2 separate regions of the Cricetulus griseus genome follow, and region 1 is linked to region 2. Evidence: chromatin contacts called from public Hi-C data. All regions are on one chromosome and are shown on one strand. The core of a region is the stretch at or near the end of the contact, and the rest is flanking DNA. Distances in the headings are between cores, read along the strand shown.

Region 1 (4,925 bases), core at 2,257-4,756, 67 kb before region 2:
CTGGAGCTCTCAAAGGTCATGGCCCCAGACATGCTGACCAGCTGCACCTGACTCTGAGCAACCACAGATATCCAAGACAAAGGATGGTTCATTTTCTGCGTTAAGCCTCTTTGAAAGACTTCCGGGATCCATGCTGCCTCCACAAACCTGGTTAATGTCCATGATCTGTGCTGCCATGAGCAACTATGGGCGGGGAAGCTCCTTTTGCAGCGATGTTGGTGACTGCAGATTCAGAACTGAGAGTGAGAGACATTGAAGGCATCTTGACAACCTGCCCTGCCCCTCTCCCCACACACACAAAAGAAAGAAACAGTCCCTAGACGGTTGAAAAGAGTCCTTAAGTTGTGATAAAGATGCTGAAGTGTAGCGATTCACAGTTGATGGCCTCTGGTGGGGTGGGTGGAGGAGGAAGGACCCAGCCTTCTTTAAGGGGCTGCCCACTGGGAGTTCTACCATGTTCCAATGAGTGTATGGGCAGCACAAATTCTACTTGATGGTTTGTTTCTTTTCTTTCGGGGGGGATGCAAGGGTTGGAAGGTTGATCCGAGAGGAATGGTAAGCAAGTGTGATCAGGGTACATTGTTTGAAATACACAAATAATTTATAAAAATCTTATGTTGTGAAGAAAGAATATATAATGACAGCAGGACAGTCTTAATAAGCACATACGTAAATGAAGAGGAAAAAAAGTCCTCCCCAAAGGGCATATTGTGTGGACAAGAGGATAAACTCACAGGGGAAGGGGGAATGGCATGAAGGTCCCTCAAGGGACAAATAGGCACACAGAGCAATCCGAGAATAAGGACCATGGCCTCAGCAACCTCACCTACACCAGACATTGGCCAGGGCAACAGCTGGCAGCTGGGTCCAGGTTCCATATCTTGCCTGTTTTTATCTGGCAAGTCCACCCATGGCCATGGTGCACAAGTGTCATTACCTAAGTCATCCCTCCTGGGCTCCTGTTCCATTTTCCTACAGAATCAGTTGCAGGCTGCAGAAGGATACTTTAGACAATAGCAAACCATGTGTACAGAAAGTTGGCCCTGAAGATTACAAAGGAGCTGGAAAAATCCTAATGCTTGGGCTTCGCAGCTGCCCTAACACTGCATCATGCATCTCTCACATGACTGTAGTTTTCTGGTATAAGCATACCTGCTGCTTTCCCAGATGCCTGAAGACGTGGCTTGTCCACACCGCACTGAATGACAGTGGCTGGCAAAGCCGTGGCTCCTATACTAGCTATCATTATTTCTGAGTATTCACTTTCCACTTATAAAATGAAGTAATGGTAAATACTGTAAGAGCCTCATATCACAAGATCACCGAGTCTCTTAGTTGCAGCCAGAGGCCATGTTAATAACCGACCCAGAGCCTTCAGGTTTGGGGATGTTCCTCCAGGAGGTGTGCTTGTGACAAACCCACTTTTCTCAGAATGTGCCCCCACTGCTCAGCTATCATGACTATGTAGGATGCGGTAGATTCCAAGATTAGTCAAAAGGCCCCATTGTCACTCACTGTCACCTTCCATCTGCACAGCAGGTCCTATAGTAGTTCACATCTCATTTTCATCTCATAGATGAGCAAACAATGGCACAGAGGTTAAGTGACTTTAATTAGAGCCACACCACATACAAACATCTGGGATGAAGTTCAAGCCTGTCTCTGACTCCAGGATCTAAATTCTTTAGTGCTACACTAAGTAACAATGATGGTTATTAATTCTATGAGTCATTTTGAGTAGACTGAGAGGAGTTCAAATATGTTAAACATTATTCTAGATATTTCTGTGGAAATGTTTGCAGAAAAATATCATCATATGCTTTGGTAGACTAAGCAAGGAGATTCCTCCCCACCCCCCACCCCCACCCCTGCCACATGCACACCCCCAGCCATGGTAACTGGTACCACCCAATTGTCTTAGGAAAGAAAATAAAATAAAAAGAAAATAAAAAGTCAGAGGAGGTGGGAATTCTCTTTTTCTGCCCGGCAATTTGAGCTAGAACATGGGTTTCTTTTGCACTGGGTTTTAGGATGGAGTTATATAACAGCTTGCTTAGTTAGCCTTCATATTTGGTGAAAGCCCCACTTTTCCCAGGTCTCAGAATGAATGAAAAGTGAAAAACAAGAAAGCCATTGGAGAGTTGAAATCCTTTTTCTGACCTGAACTGGCCTCTCTTGTTACTGCGCTTGCCCCACCGTGACAGACTGCCGTTCTCTGAACTGCAAGCTGTAATAACTTCCCCCCAGATGCTTTGGTCTCATGTTCGGTTACAGTTTTTCTCTACTTCTGAGATGGTCAGGCACTAGCTGAGGGCCCACTGCTCTCTGGTATGACCTGGTCTTAACCAATTGCTCTGTAAATGACTCTACAAAAACAACAACAACAACAAAAAACACAAAAAAAACATGTGAAATAGGTTCGACCTTGAACATATTGGTGTGTGTGTGGTGTGTGTCGGGGTTGGGGGGGGTGGGGATAGGGCACATTCAACAACCACAGTCATAATGCTACTAAAACTGAGAGGGAAAAGAGGGGACATGGAGGCAGCTTGGGAATGTCATCTTCCTTTGGGAAGGAGACCTGGATAGGTTCTAAAATTAAGACACATGGAGATTGTGCGCTCCGATAGAAAACTCCAACCTGCTAATGTTGTCTTCAGAGAAACAATCTTCCTCGAAACATTTTCTTAAGGCTTAACAGCTTTAGGTTTTGTTCTTTTATAAAAATAGAAAAAGCTTAAATATGAAGATGGTTTATTCTTTCAGAGATTGTAATGATTTCTTGTGGGATTATTCGGCTAGGCAATTATGATATGAATTTCCTCCCTGGCCATCATCAAAATCATCAGAAAGGAGAAATAATGAAGGGGGGATAAGAAGGTAAAGGACAGGAGGAGGAGTGAGGGAGAGGCATGTATATATCAGAGTCTCCTTCACAGTCACAGAGGCTATCAGGAGCCTGCCTATAGCTGCCAGTGCGTAAATGCTTGCTGAACTGGGGTCTTGGTTGTTACAGTGGCATGCCGAACCACTGTGGACATGTCCAGCCCTCTCTCTAGAATCCCACAGCCACCGGCATCTGTGGTGTTCAGTACCCAAGGCCTGCATGTTTCATTTCTCTTTTGCACCCAGCAGTCTAACTGATTAATTCCAGACATAGCCAAGGAGAAGAGGCCAGTGTTGTCCTCAGATGTGCTGAGCCTGTGGCAGAACAACGAACAGAAGCCTTTCCTTCTGTCTAGAAGGTACGGGGTGCCTCCGGCTCCTGAGTTAAATTCTCTGTGGCAAAATAGTAATTCCCTCCCTGGATAATGGGACTGGCTGGTGAAAACCAAGGTGGTGTTATCTGTCTGGTTTGGTCTGTTTCTCTGCAGGGGACACTGTGGCTGCTCATAAACACTGTCCAGCTCAGAAATAAGCAAATGCCACAGCTGCTGACGGATGCTCACAGCCTGTCACCAGCTCCACACCTCCCCATCCTGCCTGGCCCTCCCATGCTGGCTCACCTCCAGCCTATTTCAAAGGCAACAGCAGTGACTCAGGCTTCTATAAAGAACAGGGACAGGCTTGGCTCTCACCAGCAGGCTCCTGAGAAGGGACATCAGAGCCAGATACCTCATGCCTCTGCCTCTGCAGTGTGTGTGTCTACCTCCACCAATCCCCTGCTCACATTCGCACTAGCACAGTCGATATTCTTGCTCAGTCACAGACTGAGCACCTGCAAGGCCCACTGCCGTTCCCTGCTGACTCACCCACAGCCCAGTGCTGCCTCTGGCTGGACTGGGAGCACGGTGACTTTTTAGGGGAAGCTGGCTCAGTGCATTTCCCTCCTTTCCTGTTTCCCCAGAAGTCCTTACCCATGACTTGTCACCCTGAGATCACAGAGAGGCGTGGAGACATACAGCAGACTTGTGTGAGAAGAAACATCAAAAGTCATTCCTTTTAAGTGTCAGGAAGCCACTAAAAGAAGCCAGTTCTCAAAATAAATAAATAAATAAATAAATAAATAAATAAACTGAAAAAAATAAATTTTAGTAGCCAGTAAATACCTAAAATATGTTTAACACCTTTAGCCATCAGAGTAAACACAGGTCGCTAACTGCTTCGAGGTTAGAGCTGGCCCAGAAAGATGATCACCAGGAAAACAAATGGCAACAAATGGTGGTGAGAACACTTTACACTCTAGTGGAATGTAAATTAGTGGGGCCCCTATAGAAATTAGTATGGAGACTCTCCAAAAACCTAAAAGTGAAACTACTGCATGACCCCACTGTATCACTCCTGGCTATGTACCTGAGGGAATCGGAGTTGGCAAGCCATAGAGATAAATTCATGCAGCGCCGTTCACAAGAGCAAATGATAGAAACAGCCGAGAGGTCTGTCCATAGATGAATAGGGAAAGAGCATGTGGTATACGTACACAAGAGCATTTTATCCAGCCACAAAGGAGAACACAGTGATGTCATCTGTAGGAAAGTGCATGGACCTGGAGATCATGGTGTTAAGCAGAAGAAGCCAGATTCAGAAAGGCATGCAAGCATGCTGTCCGTCATACACAGAACCTAGACTTTTTTTGAAGGCATAAATGCCAAAGGGAACAATTTAGCAGAGCAGGAGACCCATCAGGAAGGATAGAGGAACAATATGAGTGGATAGTGAAAGGGTTAATAAGTTCAAAGCACGTAAACTGCATCTGTGAAAACATAATGAAACCCGTTATTTGATGCCATGACTATATGTTAATAAAAAGATTCAGGTTTATAACCAATAAGCTCAGCAGCCACCACCCTGGGGCAGAATCTTCATGTCCAGGTATGGTGGATTACTTAATTCTCTAACCTAACTGAGAAAGGCAGCAAGATGGAAAGATAAAGTTATTTAAATTCTCTTTAGTCGGATGAGTTACAGAGGCCCAGAGCTGACTG
Region 2 (4,731 bases), core at 35-2,534:
ATGCACATCAAGGAGCATGTACAAAAGGTCAGAAGATAACTAGTGGGAGCTGGTTTTCTCGTTCTACCCTGTGGGTCCCAGGAATTGAACACAGGATGTCAAGCTTGGCAACAAGTGCCTTTACCTGCTGAGGCATTGAAAAACCAGGCTGCCTCCATCTTAGGCTTAAAAGCCATATTGTAATAAAGAAAAACTAGGTTCATTCCTGTTGATGATTAAACTTCTGTTTCCTCAAGGATTGGGCTATGCCTCACCTGTAGGTTTCACTACAAATGGTTTTGTAATCCTGTTCTAGGTATGGCAATCATATCTTTGTTTTAAAAAGTTATTAATCACTTTGCAACCCTACGTTTGCTTCAAAAGGGTTGTTATGGCTACTTATTATGACTACCTGTTGTTATGATCACCTTGCAATCATGTTTTTGCTTCAGGGGTAATTTGTGACTAACTTGTTATGCTTACCTTCTGCTCCTGTAACTCCACCCATTTTGCCTGCCAAATCCCCCCTTTGGAAGGCTCCTAACTCTGAGTTATAAATACCTTGTCTTCCTTACATCCAATGCTGACCTCTCAAACTCCACCTTAGGGGAAAGTAGCCCATGTATGTGAATTAAAAAAAAAAGCTTGCTTTAATTAATTTGGCCCTGATGATTTGAGTAAGTGGCCTTTCTCCCCTCATCTTTGGGATTAATAGCATCTCACTAGCCCAAAATAAATAAATTTTGTGTTTAGACTTAGGTCTCATCACCCAAATATCTTATATATAAGCAAGTGTTGTGCGATTTTTGCTGGGGAGACATAAAAAGGGTCTATCCCATCTTAGACAGGACATTAAGATATACAAAACACAACATAACAAAACAAAACAACAACAAAAACCAACTCCACTCTAACAGGCTAATAACCCCCTAACCTCGGGGGAGCTCAGAAACCTGGGTAGGAACATGGATACACAGACAACAGCTTCCACAGAAAGCTGCCAACAGGATCAACATATCAACCCCCATGGGTTTTTACAACTTTTGCAGGGGAACACATCTGCAGATGGAATCCCATCCCCAAAGCTCCTTTTTCTGTCCTATAAAACCTCCTGTGCACAGTCTCTACTCCTGCAGTCTTTCATTGCTCTGATCAAAGGGCAGCCTGCTTCTGTAGAGATCAGTGATCTCTTTCTTGGATTCGCACATCACCCCAGTCAATCCACATTCAACACACTCAAGTCAATCAAAGTATACTGGGGTTACTCACAGGAGTATGCGTGACAGGTTCCTTACAGGAACATGGATGACTCAAGGGCAGCTGAATCATCAAAAACCCACTCTCGCAGGGGTGACAATGCACAAAAGCTCCACCCCTGGAGTTCCCAGCACAACCCGCAGGCAGCTCAGCCCCTGTCCCTATCTCCATCTCCCCAGCAATCATTACTGCTTGTATTACCTTGGGGATCGGCCTTGTCAATCTTGTGACTTTCAAGAGATTCCTGGAACTTGTAAATTTCATATATTTTTTTCCTGGTACTTGTAAATTTCATATATTTTCTGAGTCTCACAAGGAGCCTCTCCACAGGAGGGAATGTCTTGCTTTGAAGGGAATAGTCAAATAACAACATTTTCTCCCCAAAATCCAAAACATCTTTTGGTCCCAGACATTTTGGATAAGGAGCAGTGACTTGTAGCTTCTTAGAGCTGCCAGCCTGTCCTTCACATGATCTCACCATGCCTGCAGAAGGGGTAATGCAGCAGGTGCAATAATTATTCCCAATTTACAGAGAATGCAAGACTCTCCAGAGTAATAGGGCTTATCCAAGGCCACATAAGCAAAAGGCTGTGTAGCCTGGCCAAAAGTCCAGGAGGTCTGATTGTGGGTGCTCTTCCCTCCCACTGGACCAGCTGTCCTTTAGAACTTGTAACTTGCATCCACCCTGCTCAGGCTTTGCTCCTTAGGAAAAGATACTGAACTTGGGTTTCTCAGACATCACTGGTGGGTTTTCTATGGCTGTATACTCAGGTTATAAGGAAACTAACCCCCTGGGTCTTTCTTGCTTTTTTTTTTTTTTTTTTTTTTTTTTTTTTTTTTTTTTTAGCAGCTCCAATAATTCAACAGCCATGCATTGAGAAAAACAAAACAAAACAAAAAACTTAAATTGGGGGACAAAGGAAATCGAAGTCCCCAGAGGCCAGCCTTTTTGCCTCCTGTTTCCAGACTCTAGATAAAGAAGAAAGAGAAGAAGGAGAAGGAGAAAAGGAGAAGAAGAAGAAAGGAAAGGTTTCTCAGATGAGCCTTGCAAAACCAGGCTCCAACCCTGCTTTGGCCTAGAAGATTCGTAGTTCTCAGTTCCACGAGCATGGCTATGTATCCAGTGCTCCTCACATACCATAAGGGAAAGATGGTGAAGGCTCAGCATGAAGTCATCTGTATTTGGTTCACTCTAATTTATATGCTGAATTTTCCTGGCAAGTGGAGTATTTGTTTCTAGTACAGTTAGGATTCAGCGGCAGGAGTACCTTGTCAGGTCAGAAACAAGGAATGCTAAAGCAGAGATCCCATCATGCAACAGAGCTCATACAAGAGATTTATTGGGGCGGGGGGGGGGGTTGTAAGGCTGTCTCAGATTGGAGATGTGAGAGGGAGACAGGGACTGACAGAGAAATGGACAGAGTGAGAGAGAAAGAGAGAGAGCAAGCCTTGGTGTGGGGAGCTGGCTTTTAAAGGGCATTTGTCGACTGGAGATGACATAGCTGCTGCTGCTGCTGCTGCTGCTGCTGAGTCACTGAAGGCAAGCTGTGGGACCGCCTGGAAAAGGAAGGAATGGTAGAAATCAGGTGCTCCCGAGCCTGTCTTCAGACTAGCAGCAGCAGCCATGTCATTAGGAGCTGAAAATGTGACATGCATACCCTTTAAAAGGTCCCCACCAACACAGACCATTCTCACGGTCTCTTTTGTTGTCTTGCTCTGTCTGTCTGTCTCTGGCTCTTTCTGTCTCTCTCATGTCTCCACCCTGAGAAGGCGTTTTGCTTCCTCCCCCTCCAATAAATCTCTTGCATGAGATTTGTTGCATGTTGTGATCTCTGTTGCAGCATTCCTTGGCTCTGACTTGCCAAGGTATTCTCGCTGCTAAATCTCAGCACTGGTGTCTGTGACTTGGTAGGTTCTCCAGTTGCAGGCACTCCCCCTGAGCTTCTGAGCCACACCAGGAACCCTACTTGTCCATCCCACCCACAACAGGTCCACCTTCTGGCCCACAAATCACTTGACCTTCCATCCATCACCTGAAATTGCTAAGTGATCCCTTTCAGTCAGTGCAAATATTTCCCTGTATCGCTAGTACTCTTGAAGGTGGAAGTACCCACCTCTAACCATTTCCCTGGGGTGAGGCTTTGTGTTTGAGCTAGATTTTTCAACTTTTGGATTCATTCCAAAGTCCTGGTACCAGGCAGTGAGAGACAGACAAAGTGAGAGAGCAAGAGAGTGAGCCTTGATGGGGGTGACTTTTCATGGACATTTGGAGACTAGTGAAGACATAGACACTGGTGATGAATCACGGAAGGTTCGCTGTGTGGGAGAACCTGACTTTTAACATTCCTCTCTTTTGTTTATTATAAAAAGTGAAGAAATAGGAAAGGGTGGTGGTGCAGTGCTCCTTAGACTGCTTCCTGCTATCTGGGGGCATTGACATCTTTGGGGATCCAAGAAAGCTGGGATTGTTGGCCAAGTCCTGGAGGAGCAGGCTGTTTCACTCACTGTCCAGGCTCTGCAGGACCATTGGGGTGGCTACCTGGACAATCATCCTAGGTTCCTCCATGGTTGTTGGGGGCAGAGGTCCTAGGGCAGTGCCAGTCTTTGGCTTTTGGGACCAGAAGATCCAAAAGACTTTTCTTAGGGAAGTTAGATTAGCAGCTTGGTTTGGTCTCTCTCTGTCTCTGTCTTTCTCATGTCCCCACTCTGAGACCACATACCCCCAAATAAATCTCTCGTGTGAAATCTGTTGTATGGTGTATCTTTGTGGCATACCTTGGCCCTGTCTTGCCAATGTACCCCATCTGCTTAATCCTAACAACAGTTCCTTGCAAATCCTCATCTATCTTCTGTTTTAGATTAGGGGCACTGAATGACAGCTATATATTTAAAAGTCTGATTTTGTGAATCATTTATAATAAGAACAGCTGAGTGGCCATCCTTCTTTCTCCTTTGGTAGTTGCCCTAATTTTCTAAAAAGAAACTGCTACTCTACTTCCAGTGACCATAGTTCAGATTAGGCCATGGCAGCTTTTCTAATTTATAATTAGGGCCTGGCTAATCAAAGCCTCAAAGTCTGAATGCTATAGTGATAGATGCCAAACCCTACCTGGAGCAAACAATGGCCTCAGAGCCACCAAACTCCAGGGTGATCTGTTTGGAGTCTGTAGAAGCATCCTCTCTGCTGGAACTTCCAAGAGGAATAGGGGAAACACCCCCAGAACATGAGAAAGAGGGTAGTAGTAAAGAAGAATGCACACTCTGAGACGGGAAGAGATAGGATTTCACCATGACAAAAAGCCATGCAAATTGCAGTTTCTGGTCCACTAACCTAACCAGTCTCCTTCCTATAGCCACTTGCCTTGGGTTTTCTGAGAAGTGTGTGTAAAGACAATATTGCTGTATGCAGTGTAGACAGGCTGCCTATAGACTGATGTCCATTTAAACAAGTATGAAAACTGACCTTAAACTAAGTTCATTTTTAGACACCAACAT

The links. Hi-C and Micro-C count contacts between places; a contact is called where the count stands out from the background.
Region 1: a contact with region 2 is called in a Hi-C map of fibroblasts, with 1.7 times the contacts expected there. The contact joins two enhancer-like sites. A contact is called at or near these places in 2 of 8 Hi-C or Micro-C datasets (the CHO-K1 cell line and fibroblasts).

The regions. Positions count from the first base shown.
Region 1 is chr3:254,242,137-254,247,061 of CriGri-PICRH-1.0, reverse strand. All of the region lies in intron 1 of LOC113834994 (a long non-coding RNA gene), which reads right to left. Among named protein-coding and RNA genes, the nearest start is that of Slc22a23, 56 kb to the right of the region's middle. Within about 2 kb of position 3,506, at least 3 of the 6 cell types and tissues checked have open chromatin away from gene starts, as enhancers often do. A contact at or near this core is called in the CHO-K1 cell line and fibroblasts, where this site is marked.
Region 2 is chr3:254,172,919-254,177,649 of CriGri-PICRH-1.0, reverse strand. All of the region lies in intron 1 of Slc22a23 (solute carrier family 22 member 23), which reads left to right. Among named protein-coding and RNA genes, the nearest start is that of Slc22a23, 13 kb to the left of the region's middle. Within about 2 kb of position 1,284, at least 2 of the 6 cell types and tissues checked have open chromatin away from gene starts, as enhancers often do. A contact at or near this core is called in the CHO-K1 cell line and fibroblasts, where this site is marked.